Regions from separate parts of the Lactuca sativa genome. Here regions 2 and 3 are each linked to region 1. The links are chromatin contacts, called in public Hi-C maps. All regions are on one chromosome and are shown on one strand. The core of a region is the stretch at or near the end of the contact, and the rest is flanking DNA. Distances in the headings are between cores, read along the strand shown.

Evidence for each region. A called contact is a pair of places that touch in the nucleus more often than the background predicts.
Region 2: a Hi-C map of seed shows a contact between it and region 1, with 4 times the contacts expected there. The contact joins the promoter of LOC111900455 here to the promoter of LOC111900454 in region 1. A contact is called at or near these places in 2 of 4 Hi-C or Micro-C datasets (leaf and seed).
Region 3: a contact with region 1 is called in a Hi-C map of bud, with 5 times the contacts expected there. The contact joins the promoter of LOC111900451 here to the promoter of LOC111900454 in region 1. A contact is called at or near these places in 3 of 4 Hi-C or Micro-C datasets (bud and leaf).

The regions. Positions count from the first base shown.
Region 1 is chr5:191,272,807-191,277,520 of Lsat_Salinas_v11, reverse strand. LOC111900454 (stem-specific protein TSJT1) reads left to right here and starts at 2,501. Exons shown (of 5, transcript XM_023896342.3): 1 at 2,501-2,786; 2 at 4,363-4,603. The coding sequence starts at 2,584.
Region 2 is chr5:191,715,498-191,720,211 of Lsat_Salinas_v11, reverse strand. LOC111900455 (probable plastid-lipid-associated protein 14, chloroplastic) reads left to right here and starts at 2,038. Exons shown (of 14, transcript XM_052764408.1): 1 at 2,038-2,347; 2 at 3,346-3,642; 3 at 3,738-3,781; 4 at 3,852-3,930; 5 at 4,065-4,187; 6 at 4,401-4,586. The coding sequence starts at 2,345.
Region 3 is chr5:190,974,346-190,979,059 of Lsat_Salinas_v11, reverse strand. LOC111900451 (ATP-dependent (S)-NAD(P)H-hydrate dehydratase) reads right to left here and starts at 2,577. Exons shown (of 12, transcript XM_052764406.1): 1 at 2,355-2,577; 2 at 2,220-2,243.

The DNA of each region.
Region 1 (4,714 bases), core at 1,252-3,751:
ATTGAGTTAATTCAAAAAAAGAGGTATGAATTAGGAATTTCTGTTGTACACACAGGCACACCCTAGTAATAATATTAAATGATTTCGTTAACTCAATAAGTAGATAAATAAGAACGTAAAATTGGGGGGCATTTTGAAAATTCCTCATGTTATTCCCCTTGTACACACAAGCATACTTGGATTGCGATGTTGGTGTTTTACTGTTTTTTTTTCTATTTTTTCGTGAGATCATTGATTAATCTTGCTTGCATTGTTTTAGGTGCATCATGGGTTTTTAAATCCTTAATATGACACATTGAGACATGAAGATTATGGTCATATAGCATTCAATAGACGTGCCAATGGCCCATAGATGCATTATGTGGGTTAGATCTTGCTGTAACCAAAATATTTGTAGGTTTGCAGTCACTGATATATGGTTTGCTTCTTTTGTTTTTTTAACTAAATAATTGTTCAAATGAAACTAAATAAGATTTGTATGTATATTAAGTGAATATTATTTAGACATATGGATGCAAAATCAGTAAAACATAATCCTATGTGGAATGGGGTTGAATTGGTGAGGAGACAGGACGCATTTCTACTAGGACACAGCCATCTGACCGGAATAGGTAGCATAGGATGTTTTATGGTATGTGGCGATGTGATTATACGTTCTCACTTCCCATAATAGCAGCTTCTAATAGTAATATGTGACACAAAATTTGTAAGAATTTTTCAAGTGTCAGATTATATTTCTATTAACGATAAAAACATGAAGTGTGTTGATATTACAGGTAATAGATATTAAGTATGTTGCTATTTTTATTATGCTTTCATATAATCATTTACTCACTAGTAATATTAGACAATGGATATAATGATATTCAAATTAAAATTTATGTGGTTTGTTTTCAGGCTCCACAATTGTTTGATCTGCTACACAATATTTGGTAAGCTACCAACATGAAAATAATATCTTCTTTTTTAATTTTTGTTTTTTTATTCTTTTATGTTTTCTTTTGGTCCTAGGTTTAGAGGTGATATGTTTGATTAAGGGGACAACAACCCACCAGGAGGGTTTTGAATTTTTTATGGCCAATTTTGGGGATTGGTGATACGAGTTCAGGAGTGTGTTTCTGAGTTCTGTAACCAGGATGGGTGGTGAGGATGGTATCAAGGGAAATAGGGGGTAAATTTGTCATTTCAGGAGCACAAAAAGTAAAAGTATTTATTGCTTTTTCAACTTAGGATTAGACTCTAAATTCTTAAACAACTTATTCAAATTCAAATTTTTTTAACTTTATTTTTTACCACTAATAGCAACCTACTTGCAATTTGATACCAACATGAGCAATGTATTTTATTCATCCTCTCATATTGCTATTGTTCATAAAGAAAATATAATGAAAGATTAACAAAATGGAAAGAATGACATTCCAAAATAATGGAATACGTGATTCCAAACTCAAACAAAAACACAAGAAAAATCTGACCTGTGCGAAGCATGGGGATCTTCTACTAGTTTGTATTAAATTTTTTTAATGGACTTTTTGCATTTTCAAATAATTAAAAAAAATATTAAATAGATATTTTTGTAGTAATCCATTAAATAGTGATTATAATCAATACGCTTCATAAGGATGTAGAAAAAACTCGTATGTGTAATGAGAGTCTTAAGTTAAGATCGCTAAAATATGATGTTTTAAATGATTTATATAATTTGTATAAATAATATCAAAGTATTTATGTTAATTGTATATATTTTTTTAAATGTAAAAAATAATGAAAAAAAAAACTAATACTAAAGAAAATAAAAATTGTAGTAAAAAACTGCAATAGAAAAAACAGATATTTAAAATAAATTTAAAAAAAAATATTAGTTTGATAAATATTTTGATTTATATTTTTTTCAAATACTTATATTTTAGTCAAAAACTTGGATATTACAACCTATGATTTGCAATGAAGACTGTCTAATCCTCGAGTTGTGGACCTAACCTTGTATCATAATTTCATCATCACCATCACATAAATTTGTTTATATATATAAGATCCATGAGAGGCTCATTTTCAAATGTTTATTAACAAAAAAAAAAAAAAACACCTATTATGGTATCTACCATGTATATAAGTACAACCAAGTTAATATAGAATTATATAACTTTAAATCCTTATCAAATGTTTATTTCTAGTTAACTTTAAATTTAAATTTTTGTGAGATACATTTAAACATTGATGTTGAGACCTTCATGTCCAAAATATCCACAAAAAGGATTCCGTGGACGTTACCGCAGGATATAATAACCATCTCTCCCCGTCATCCTACCAATACAGTGTCCTGGACACGTGGGCCACACAAGCTATCTTACGCACAGAAATCATCGCCCAAATGGGTCCCATTGCTCACATACCGTTCGTTTCAATTTATTTGAAAAAGAAAAAAACAATAAGTAAAATGCGTTGAAATGACAATAATATCCTCATCCCCTTTCTATAAATTTCAGCACCTCCGGTTGATCACTCTCCCATGCTTTCAGTTCTCCGTTTCCTTTGTTGAAAGAGAGATTATTTATTTTATTTAAGGAGGAGATATAGTTCAGGATGTTGGGCGTATTCAGCAGTTCAATAGTCTCACCACCGGAGGAGCTGGTGGCTGCCGGAAGTAGGACACCGTCGCCGAAGATCTCTTCCAAGGCGCTCGTTAACCGGTTCATCGGAAACAACGCCTCGGCTGTGTCGATGCAGATCGGAGACGATGTTCAATTGGCGTATACTCACCACAACGAGTCGATTACACACCCGAGGTACAAAATTAAATAATCCGATGATATCTGATCATTATGTTGATGTTAGAATGATAGAATCTAGGTGATTGTGAAACAGTAACGCCTGATCTTGCTAATTATCTCGAAATACTTAATGATTAAGATAGGTGAAGTATAACGAAATGATCGAATCGATCATCACGCAGAATACAGATTTCAGTACCTGAGTACAAGTTATTCTAGTCTGAGTTTCGAGTCTCTAGACAGATGAAGAATATTCTTATTCTCAGCGATTTTTTATCTATGGTATTTTTCATATATGATCTATTTTGATTGAATGTGGAGAATCTGAAAAAGAAAAAGAAATAAAAAAAAAAATAATAAAATAAAAAAATAAAATAAAAAAATTGATTCTAAGAAAGGTTTTATGAACATTGATTCTAAATCCAAACCTCCAAAATTGATCAATTAGAAGAATTATGTTTATCGTTTACCACTTATCGTTTATATGCTTATATTTAATCAATCAAGAGCATAAGATCTTAAGATTCCGATCATCGGTCTTTAGATTATGTACATATATTTTTAGACTCGGTATAGAGATAGCTTGTTTTTTGTGTAACGATTATTGGTGAATTTGGTATGAAATAAATTATACCTCCATGTACCTGAAAACAGGGCAATATTTATGAGAGAGATAATGGGTATCATTAATATTTTTTATTTTTTTAAATATGTTGAACTTGAAATACTTAAATACGTAACTTGAAGTTGAAATTTTATTAGAAAATCTATATCTCAGCATGTTGGGCCTAAATTCGAACACCCTAAAAAGGGACAAAGATCGCGATTATTAGAAAATTCATTGCATATTTATATAGTTGCATCTTATCTTATTAAACTTCTCTAATTTGTTGAATGACTTTTTCAACTTTTGTTGGGTGATCGAATCTTACACTAAATTTTAGTATCATAAGAAGACATGGGTCTTTAAATAGTATTTAAATCCAAAAAAAAAAAAAAAAAAAAAAAAAAAAAAAAAAAAAAAAACCGATCCAATCCAAATTCTGATTTTTTTAATAATATTTTATTGTGTAATAATTCAGAAATTTTGTATTACATAATTTAAAACCAATACACGATTACTTATCTCAAAATAAAAACTTCTAGATTAGATTTTTAGTTGAAATTTCTTTTTTCATATCCAAAATTTTGAATACGCGAATTCGTATTTGATTTTATATACTCATTACATGAAAAGTTCTCTTTTTGGTGATTTCTTTAAACAATTTAAGCTTATCTAAATTCAAGAAGCATCTAATAATAATTCATAGCTAATAATTGACTTTTCTTAGATAGGGAACAAATCCTATAAGAAAACCCATCCTTCTTTATTTTTGTATTCATATGCCAAATATGGCCCATTGGAACATTGAGTCTTACTTGTCAATAAGATAAGCATTCAATATCTATCTACTTTACTTTAAATAATTCTCAACTTACTTATCATTTCCACCACCTTTATTTAGTAATAAATCATATGATTCTTTTAGCATCTCAACTATGATTAATTACATCACCCTCAACTCACCACAATCCTTGGTCAACATTCTAGATCCTTTGCGGTCAAAGACGAGATATTTTGCTTGTTCGAAGGCGCCCTCGATAACTTGGGTAGCTTAAAGCAACAATACGGGCTTTCCAAATCTGCTAACGAGGTCGTTTTGGTCATTGAGGCTTACAAGGCACTGCGTGATCGTGCCCCTTACCCTGCAAACCATATGGTCGGCCACCTTATCGGAAATTTCGCATTTGTTGTCTTCGACAAATCGACCTCCACTCTGTTTGTCGCCACCGTGAGTCAAATTTCCCTTACCTAACTTCAACCGTAATTATTAGACTGTAGAGAATGTCAGAATATCAGAACATGACAGCTTTTTACTGCATTTGACATCATTCGAATCAAA
Region 2 (4,714 bases), core at 789-3,288, 440 kb before region 1:
TCGAAAAAGGCTTATGCATTAAGCCCTTAATGAGTTAAGAACATTCAACTGTGTATGCTAGGCGTACCAGGAGGTACATTGTGTGTACGCGGTCAGGCCCCCGTCTGTTTTGGTCGCAACCGAGAATGCCCCACGTACTGGAGTGAGTCAACTCGGCTGAGTTGACTTAGTTGGGTTAACTCGACTGATTTATTGAGTTTGACCAATGTTGACATAAGGGTATTTTGGATAATTTAGTATTAATTAAGCTTGTACTATCAATTGAATAATAGGTGACTGGTAGAGCCGATATTTGGGGTCGAGACTTATTTCAGCTTGTGTTCGGTTTGTAAGGTGCGTTCTCCCACTATGCCAATGGGTCTAAGGCACCAAGTCGACCCATTTATTGAGTTTATGTATCCTAAGTTGTAGGGCTGCTATGATAGTTTTATGTGTTATTTATTTGTGTATATATCGACATATGTGTGGTTGGGTTGAGGCCACGTGCCAACAAACCCGGTATGGTTGGGTTAAGACTGGATGTCAACAAACCCAATAAGGTTAGGTTGAGGTTACCTGCCAACAAACCTGGATTGTTGGGTTGAGGCCACGTGCCAACAAACCCTGTACGGTTGGGTTGATGTTTTACTGCTTTGTGATGTAAACCAACAAACCCGGTATGGTTGGGTTGAAACCCTGTATGCATGCTTGTATTGTATTTGTATTTGTTTGTGGTGTGGGGTATTTTAGGAAGCTCACTAAGCTTTGACTTACAATTTGGATTTCAGTGTTTTAGGTACTTTTGATGAGCGGGGAAAGGCGAAGACGTGATTATACACATCATCCCACAATTTATGTTATCGATACTTGATTTGATGTTTTGACTTATTATGATTTGTAAACAATGCTTTGGTAATTTTTGGGCTTGTTCATTGTGTTTTCAAAATGAAAAATTTTACTCTGATTTTTGGGCCGTTACAGATCGTTAGATATCCTAGAAAGATAATAAATTAGGATTTATAAAATATATCCTAATAAGATAATAAGATTGTATTGTTAGATATCCTACAAGATAATAAGATATGATCGTTAGAAATCCTAAAAGACAGTAAGCTAGGGTTGATAGAATACTTTAGGAAAGGTTTTTCTGAAAGAAAAATGATTCTTAAACTAATATAACCAAATAAAAGCCGAAAACTCTAAAAACTTATGCATTCACCAACATTATGTTATATTGATGTTTTCAAAAATATATATATTCTTAGGAAGATGAGTGAGAAAGAGAATAGTCGTGTCAAGGAGGAGGATGCTAGTCGTGTCAAGAAGGAGGAAGTCTACAAAGAAGCTGCTGGAGTTTAAGCATTGTTTGTTTATTGTCTTAGTTCTGTTTAGGAAATGTGTTTGTCTTTTAAAAAGTAATATAACCCCGGAATAATTTATAATAAATAAAAAATGTTTGCGATAAACCTTGTGTTATGTTTTATATATATATGTCTCAGTTCAATTTCCCCACGTTCGCACTGCCCAACGTTTCCGCCATCGGCCAGATGTGTGACAGATCTGCAATTTTTAATTATCAAAGTAGTGTATTTAAAAAAAGATATTTATCAAAATGGTATGATTTTAAAAATATTTACCATTTAAGTTAAATTTAGGAGCTAAATAAAAAAGAAGACAAATTGAATTATCAGGGTAATTATCTTTTTGTTTTGTTCATATTTTAGTAACTTCGTTTTTTGTATATATATAAATAACAAACTTGTTGAAAGTGTTCAAACATGATCATTATGACCATCTATAACTTGTTATATCTGATCATAATTGTCATATATAAACACTTATATCAAATTCGTTACCTAAATGAAATTCGTTACCTAAATGCGTAAAAAAACAAAATTAGCTGGACATAAACCAAATAAAATTACATGATAAGTGAACTTAAAAAAAAAAAAAAAAATGGTCTCTAAAACATGGCTAAAACTGTTAACCCCGTCAAACTGATGTGGTCGGTCCCTTGGCACGCGCGTTCAGCAGTAATAGACCGGCCGGACGGATGTAGGCATGAGAAAGACGCACGTTGAGAATCTATTACACGCAACCATCACACTCTCTGTTAATCTATATCACCCCTCCATGTTAACTAACAAATCCCTAAATGAATTTCATCCCTAACTAATTGTTCATGCGAATTCGATTAGGCAAGTCTTCTTGTTCCAATTTTCCGTAATTGGAATACCCTGTTCACGTTGTTAGGCTCCTTCCCCATACACGCTCCTTCGTAACGTTCATCAGAGAGAAGAGCTGCGACCCTTCTTCACCTCCGGTCCAGACTTCCTATCGCTGGCGCCGGCTATTGCCCCTTTATATGGTAAGTCCGACTTTCTTTATCCGGTTACACCTCCTCGATTGATACATGATGTTTGATTTCTGGAATCGATGAAGCATATAACTTTCTTGTTCGATTTTGTATCTAGAGCTTAATTCTTGTTCCTAATTTGAGTAAAATTTCTGGTTTGGAATTCCACTTTCTTTTTCTGGTTCTGTACACCTCGTGATAAGCTGATGATTATTTTTAATCAATAAAGCACTTATATTTTAAGCACATGAATTTTTTTGAATCAATGAAGCTTATAATCTGATTTGATTTTGTTGATTTAGTTTGGTGATTATCTGGTTACATGTTAAGTTGTTAACAATAAGCACTTATGTTTGGTGTTATAATCTGATTTTGTTGATATAGTTTGGGCTTTTGTTTTAAAAATCACTTGATAAACCTCCTAATCATCCATACATCTGATCCAGTTAGATAAAAGAATTATGTACATCTGTTTTTTTAATTAGATTTGAATGGGCCAAAAGAAAAAGATATATATTACCACAGTCCCAAAAGAAAAAACGTTTCTTAGTACCAAATGTAAGACTTATTTAAAAGTAACAAACAAATCATCAGGAATGGTCAACATAACTAGATATCATTGTAAGTGAAGTACATTGTTTTCCAATTTATAAGCCACGTGTCCATTTAAGATACAAGAAAATGTGGTTAACATGTTAAGCCATGTAAATTTACATGTAATACAAGAAAGTGGTTTTGAATTATGGAAACTATACATACAGATACATGAGTAGATCCAAAAGTTTGACAGAGTTATATTATTAGTAACTGCATTGTCTTGATAGGTTTCTTTTGAAAGTATAATGCTAAAAAAGTTTTCATCTTTAAAATACCGTGTCTCTTAATAGAAAAAAAAACTATACTAAAATCATTAAAGTTTAGATTTCTAAATATGTAAGAATGTCCTTTTTGGTCATTTTACATGTATAAGTCAATAATCACTTTTGTTTCAGAATCAAATGACTTTACAGGGAGGGCATTATTTAAGTGGCCTTATGGAAACAAGCAAATGCTACACTAATAGTTTTCCATCAACACTGATAAGACCAAGTTGCTTGCCTCGAATGTGGACTAGTTTTGATTTATTTTACAAACAAAAATCACAAATCAAAATTAGGTGTTCACTTTCGAGAGAGAAAGAGGCCCTATCTCCACTTGAATTCGAAGATTCGGATTCTTTGGAAGGAGAAGAATTTAGCCATGTTATCAAGTTTAAATTTTCTGATTTTAAGATCAGTGATCGCGTTAGCATTGGCTTGGGTGGACGGGTATGCAAATATATTAATTCTATCTATCTATCATTCTATCTGTCTGTATGTCTGTCTGTTGGATTGGACGTGATATTTGTGGTGATTGATTGTAGGGAGATGAGGTTGTATTTGAAGCGATAATCAATGACACTGATAGGTAGCTATTACATAATACCCCAACCCCAATAGCTTAAGTTACTCATAACTCACAACGTATGAAAATGCAGCCCATTGCATAATACGAGAGTGGTGCTTCGGCGACTCACTAGTGCTCAAGCACAACGCAGAGGGAAACGCGCTATGCAGGTGGCTGCTTACTAGTTATGTTCATTATCAAATTCATAATATTTATTGCATCATCATCAGCATCATCATCATGTATGTATGTATGTATGTATGTATGTATGTATCATTGTTTGGATTTGGAATTTGGAGTGTAGGTGTTAAAGAAGCTTTGTCGCCGTAAAATGATGTACCATTCATATTCAATGCAAGTACATGGTTACGTCTTCTCCCCAGAAACAACAACGGAGGATGAGGGCTCTTTTACCCTTGTTCATGGGGTAGGTCCTATTAACTTTTTATTAAATGAATTTAATTGCTTCCTTCCATTTTCTCAATTTTCATTCCACCATAAAAACTAACCGATTTTCATTTATGTAAACTTTTTATGATTTTAGTTAAAAATTAACTTTTTCTTATTTTCTTAAATACAAAAGTGATTATTTATAATTTTACGTATATAATATAATTGAAGATGAACATGATGCATGTAGTATCATGGTGGTTTGTCTTTGAGGCACTGGCTTCGTCAGACAGACTGGCTCCCAACATTAGAAGCTACGCTTGCTTTAGACGAAGAATCTGCGGTGAGGAGGGCCGGTGATGATACCGTAGGCGGCCCTGCGGTCTCTCGCCAACTCCGTGTTACTCGAATTCTCATGAGAGATCTACTCATTGGAGTACGTTGCTTAATAAATAGTTAAATACTCTATGTCCCATATTTATTGTCCACTTTTGACTTTTGAAGTCTTTATTCTTCAACTTTGACCTTAAATATTTTTATTTGTGTTATAAATCACTTGATGAA
Region 3 (4,714 bases), core at 1,328-3,827, 300 kb after region 1:
CCAAACCCGATATCTAAATTTGTCCCCGACCCCGACCCAATACCCGACGGGATTCTTATTGGGCAGCCCCATCGGGTTTCTTATTGGGGAGCCCGTTGGGGCTGAAAATTTCCTCGAACCCAACCCTAAACCCGATAAAGACTCGAAACCCCGACCTAAAACCCAAAATTTATGCCAAAAAAATTGAAATTGGTTGGAAAAACTCCAATATAGTGAAAAATTAAAAACTTACACAAGCTCACAACACCAAATTAGACCATAACATCATACAATCAAATAAGAAAAACTAAATTCCTCGAAATATTGCATTACATTTTAAACAAACTCATAATCAAACATAACCATCCAAACTTGTTCCACAACCATTAAAGTGTAAGGTTTCTTCAAGGGTGTCCCTCCTTTACAGATAAAAAAAAACACTCCATTATGCTCTCCTAGAACTGACCACATTTTCCTACCCAACTCAAAAAGGGAAGAATAAAGTAAGCACATCTAAAGGCTGTAGAGAAAACATAAGGAAATATATGTGCTAATACAATATGACAAGCTTTATGTGCCATGAACCTCTTCTTTTCAACATATATATATATATATATATATATATATATATATATATATATATATATATATATATATTATGAAATGATTAATGACTATATTACCACCAATTAAAAGATGTAAATTCTTACTCTTTCTTCACATTTATGATGTTCTTCCTGAATTAGGAGCATACCCATTCCCTACACATTAAAAAAACTAAACCACGATAATACTATACAGAGAAAAGAGAGCTTTAGTCTAGATTTAATAGTTAACACTTGATTTAATCAAAAATCAAAAATCATAATGAGAAATCAATTCAAAGGTGGACATTATCTCATTATCACATTATCATCATATAGTATGTTGTAAATTTCATTCAAATCTTTGGATCCATTCGTTTGATTCTTTATATACTAGTTACTTCCGAATCCTACCTTCTGAGCTTGGTTTTAAAAAGCGTAAAGCGCCCTAAAGCGCTAAAGCCTTTGGGGACCGATGCGCTAAGCGCTAAGCGAAAGCGCTCGCCTAGAGCACACGATGCGCCCCAAATTGAAAAAAATATAAAAGATATGAAAATACTTATAAATACTTAAAAATCTCGTAAAATCATAGTAGTATCATATTAAATCCTAAGTACTGATACTAGAAATCGTCTAAACTATCATGCATGATAACAAATAACTTATGAATTATGTGTATGACTTAACAGTTAGGTAACACACGTTAATAGCAAACAACTTAACAGAAAACGTATAAATATAATGACCAAATTTCATACTTCAGACTGTCAGACTTTAGAGTTTTAGACTTGAGAAGAGAATAGAATATGTAGATTAGTATAATGGAATGGAAGTAGAAAACATTAGCAGAGTTGATTTCTGATTACTTGGAGAAGATGAGTTGGAGCGATGATACGATTTGCTTTGTTTGTGTAATTGTTTTTACCACCTCTAACAATATTGATTCTACATCTCTTTCCTTTATTTATATAAACCTATTCTAACTTAATTAAACCTATTGGCCCGTCTAACTTAATTAAACCTATTGGCCCGTCTAACTTAATTAAAAGCCCATTTTCTATTAATTACCCTAAGCGGTATTAAGTGCCGAAGCGCAATGCGGTAAAAAGCGGGAAAATGCGACCGACTAAGGGAATCGCATCGCATCTCATTACTTGATGTGCTTTTGGTCATCGCTTGGGCGCCTAGCGCATTAAGGCGCTTTTTTAAACCAAGCTTCTGAGTTCTGATTTTTAGTGTGCTATTCATTGTAACTTAACTTGATTTGATCGAGCAGTTATCCACACTTATTATCAATCTAGATGATTGAATTTCTTATCAATATTCATCTAACATACTTCTAGAATTATTGTCAATAAATCAAATTGTCATAATAGTTTGTGGTTCAGTATGCAGAACATTCTTTTCCTTTTTTTTCCCTATCTCTACTAACATTAATCAGATTAAAAAATCAATTCAACAAATTCGAAATTAGATTCAACAGTAAAAAAAATAATACTTAATAGGTCATAACTCACAAGGTCTGAACATGTCCCAACTCACACCTCACAAGGTCAGATGTGCTTCGAAATCAGATTTATGTGTATTTTAATAGGTAAACCTATATGTTCAATAAATGTACTTCCAATGGAATAAACAAAAAATACTTAATCTTACCTGCTTGCAATTGCTGGTGCGAGCCTGCCACAAAGGAAAAGGAATGAGGAACCGAGCGAAAGGTTAAATTATGTGTTCAGTTGTTGAACGAGGAACCAAGGCTAAACCACAAGCACAAAGAGCATAAGGGGTTACCAGTTGTCGTTGACCAGAAGATTGGTACGCCGGAGTTGAAGTCGGTGTTCAGTTGTTCACGAGATCGCCGATGGAGTGTCGTCTCTAATTCTCATCTCTCTAATCTCTATGCGACTTGAACGTATGAATATTGAAGTCTGAAGAACTGAGAATGTAATTTCGATTTGGGTCATTGGCTTTGGGAGTGTCTTGTCGGCTGGAGCTGGAGTAGATCAATAGAAATATAGAGCGAACCCTAGCCCTTTTTTTAGGGTTAATTCTTTAAGGGGGTTTAAATGTAATTATATATATATATATATATATATATATATATATATATATATATATATATATATATATATATATATATATATATATATATATATATATATATATATATATATATATATATATATATATATATATAGAGAGAGAGAGAGAGAGAGATATTTTAATGCGGGGCAGGTCGGGGCACGCATATCCCACTCCCTGCCCGAACCCGAACAAAAAACCCGATAATGACCCAATACTCGATAATAGTAACCCAAACCGACCCAAAAACTTCGGGAATCGGGTTTTCCCGTCAAGTTCGGGGTTTTTTGTCATCCTTTGATAAAACTCTAGCTGTTGGATGACAAATTCCCAAATTGTCAATATCAAAACAACACCCAATTAATAATTGGGTTCTAATACATAACCATAAGTCCATGATTGGGGTAAAAAGACTACTTTACCCCCAACCTAGCTTGATCCAAGCCCAAGGCCCACACTCACACTCCAAGGGCCCAAAGTCAAACAATGAGCCAAAGCCCAACATATGGCCTAATTTTCGAAATTGGGCCCAAACCTCTACATGTTGCCTTGGGCGAGTCTAATAATAATGTCCATTTGTTCGTGTCACCCAACACACAACACACATATTACAAAATTTTATAAAACAAAAGTGTTGTAAATTTCATCAATTAACTAAAACTCAAATCAATACATGTAAAAAGTTAGCAAAAATCACCTAAACAATTTGTACATTTGTTGAAGCAATTACATTAATTACTATATGATTGTTAATAATAAAAAAACAAAATACAGTACTCAAGATTGCTAATTTATTGGTAATATAAGCACCGACCCACGAATACGAAGGATGAACAACATCATTGGTTATGGGTTCAAATTGAATCTGCTATCCATGTACATAGATTATTAAATATGAACATTGTATAAAGAGGCAGTAAATATGACTAATTAACTATATTTGGTCCTCATATTCTTTGGGGTACTATTTTACTTCTTTGGTTATCAACTTCATGCTTCCTGTTAGCAACATTTTCCTTCCTCGAGAGTTCATTCTCGTGCTTCTTTGCTAAAGAACATTCTTTATTCTCTTTTGTTTCTTCAAAAGAGATTCATGATCCAATTGTCTTGCCTTGTTTACTTCAACCATTTCTTCACACTACAATAAGCTTATAAATTTATAGGGAGTGTGTTTACTTACATTGCTTCATCAGAAACATTAATATACTAATGATATAAATTAAAAAAAATTCATAATTTTGGAAAGGTTTCACAAAAGTTTAGACCATACTATTTCAAGTCATAGAAAACAATATGTGGAAGAAAACTAACAATAAGCATTCATTTAAAAGGCATCTAATTAGATTACTAGAGTTAGGAATAGAAAAACTTACTACTTGGCTGTTGGAACTCGAGAAAGGGAATAAATTACTTAGTTGTTGGCTACTTGAACTCCAAAAGGACATAAATCACTCAAAAAGCATTCAATAAAAGCACATCTAATAAGAATTAGGGGAATATGGGATTATGAAGTTCAATACGTAGCATATAAAGAAATTTGAAATACTAGAAAAAGCTCACTGGATTAGGATTTAGGACCTTAGGGGGACGAATTCATTCAATCATGGTATGTAGGTATCACACCTTTGAATCTTGTGACATCCCCATTTTCACGGCCAGAAAAGACTGATTATTTTTATGCTTTATAAAAATCAGAGTACCTCTTTTAATAAAAATGATGCGGAATTTGTTCCCAGTAAAGCATGATAAATACGTTATCAAGGCATTTCCGAAGAAAACTATTTTTATTCATTTTAGAACATTTGGGATGTCATCGTCAATATAGAAACATAAGCATAAACAGAACTTACATTTATTATCACTAGTGATTTATATCTCCTTAATCTCTCAGTGTAATGTGACTTCATATCAGCACCTGTGATATAAATAAACTTAGTGGGTCAGGTTGGGAAACCTAGCGAGTACATAGGGTTTTCAACCCACAATAAGATAATTATTATGTTTAATCATCAAACAGTTAACCCAATTACCCATCCCCATTATCTTCTTTACTCTTAAGGATTTATCCT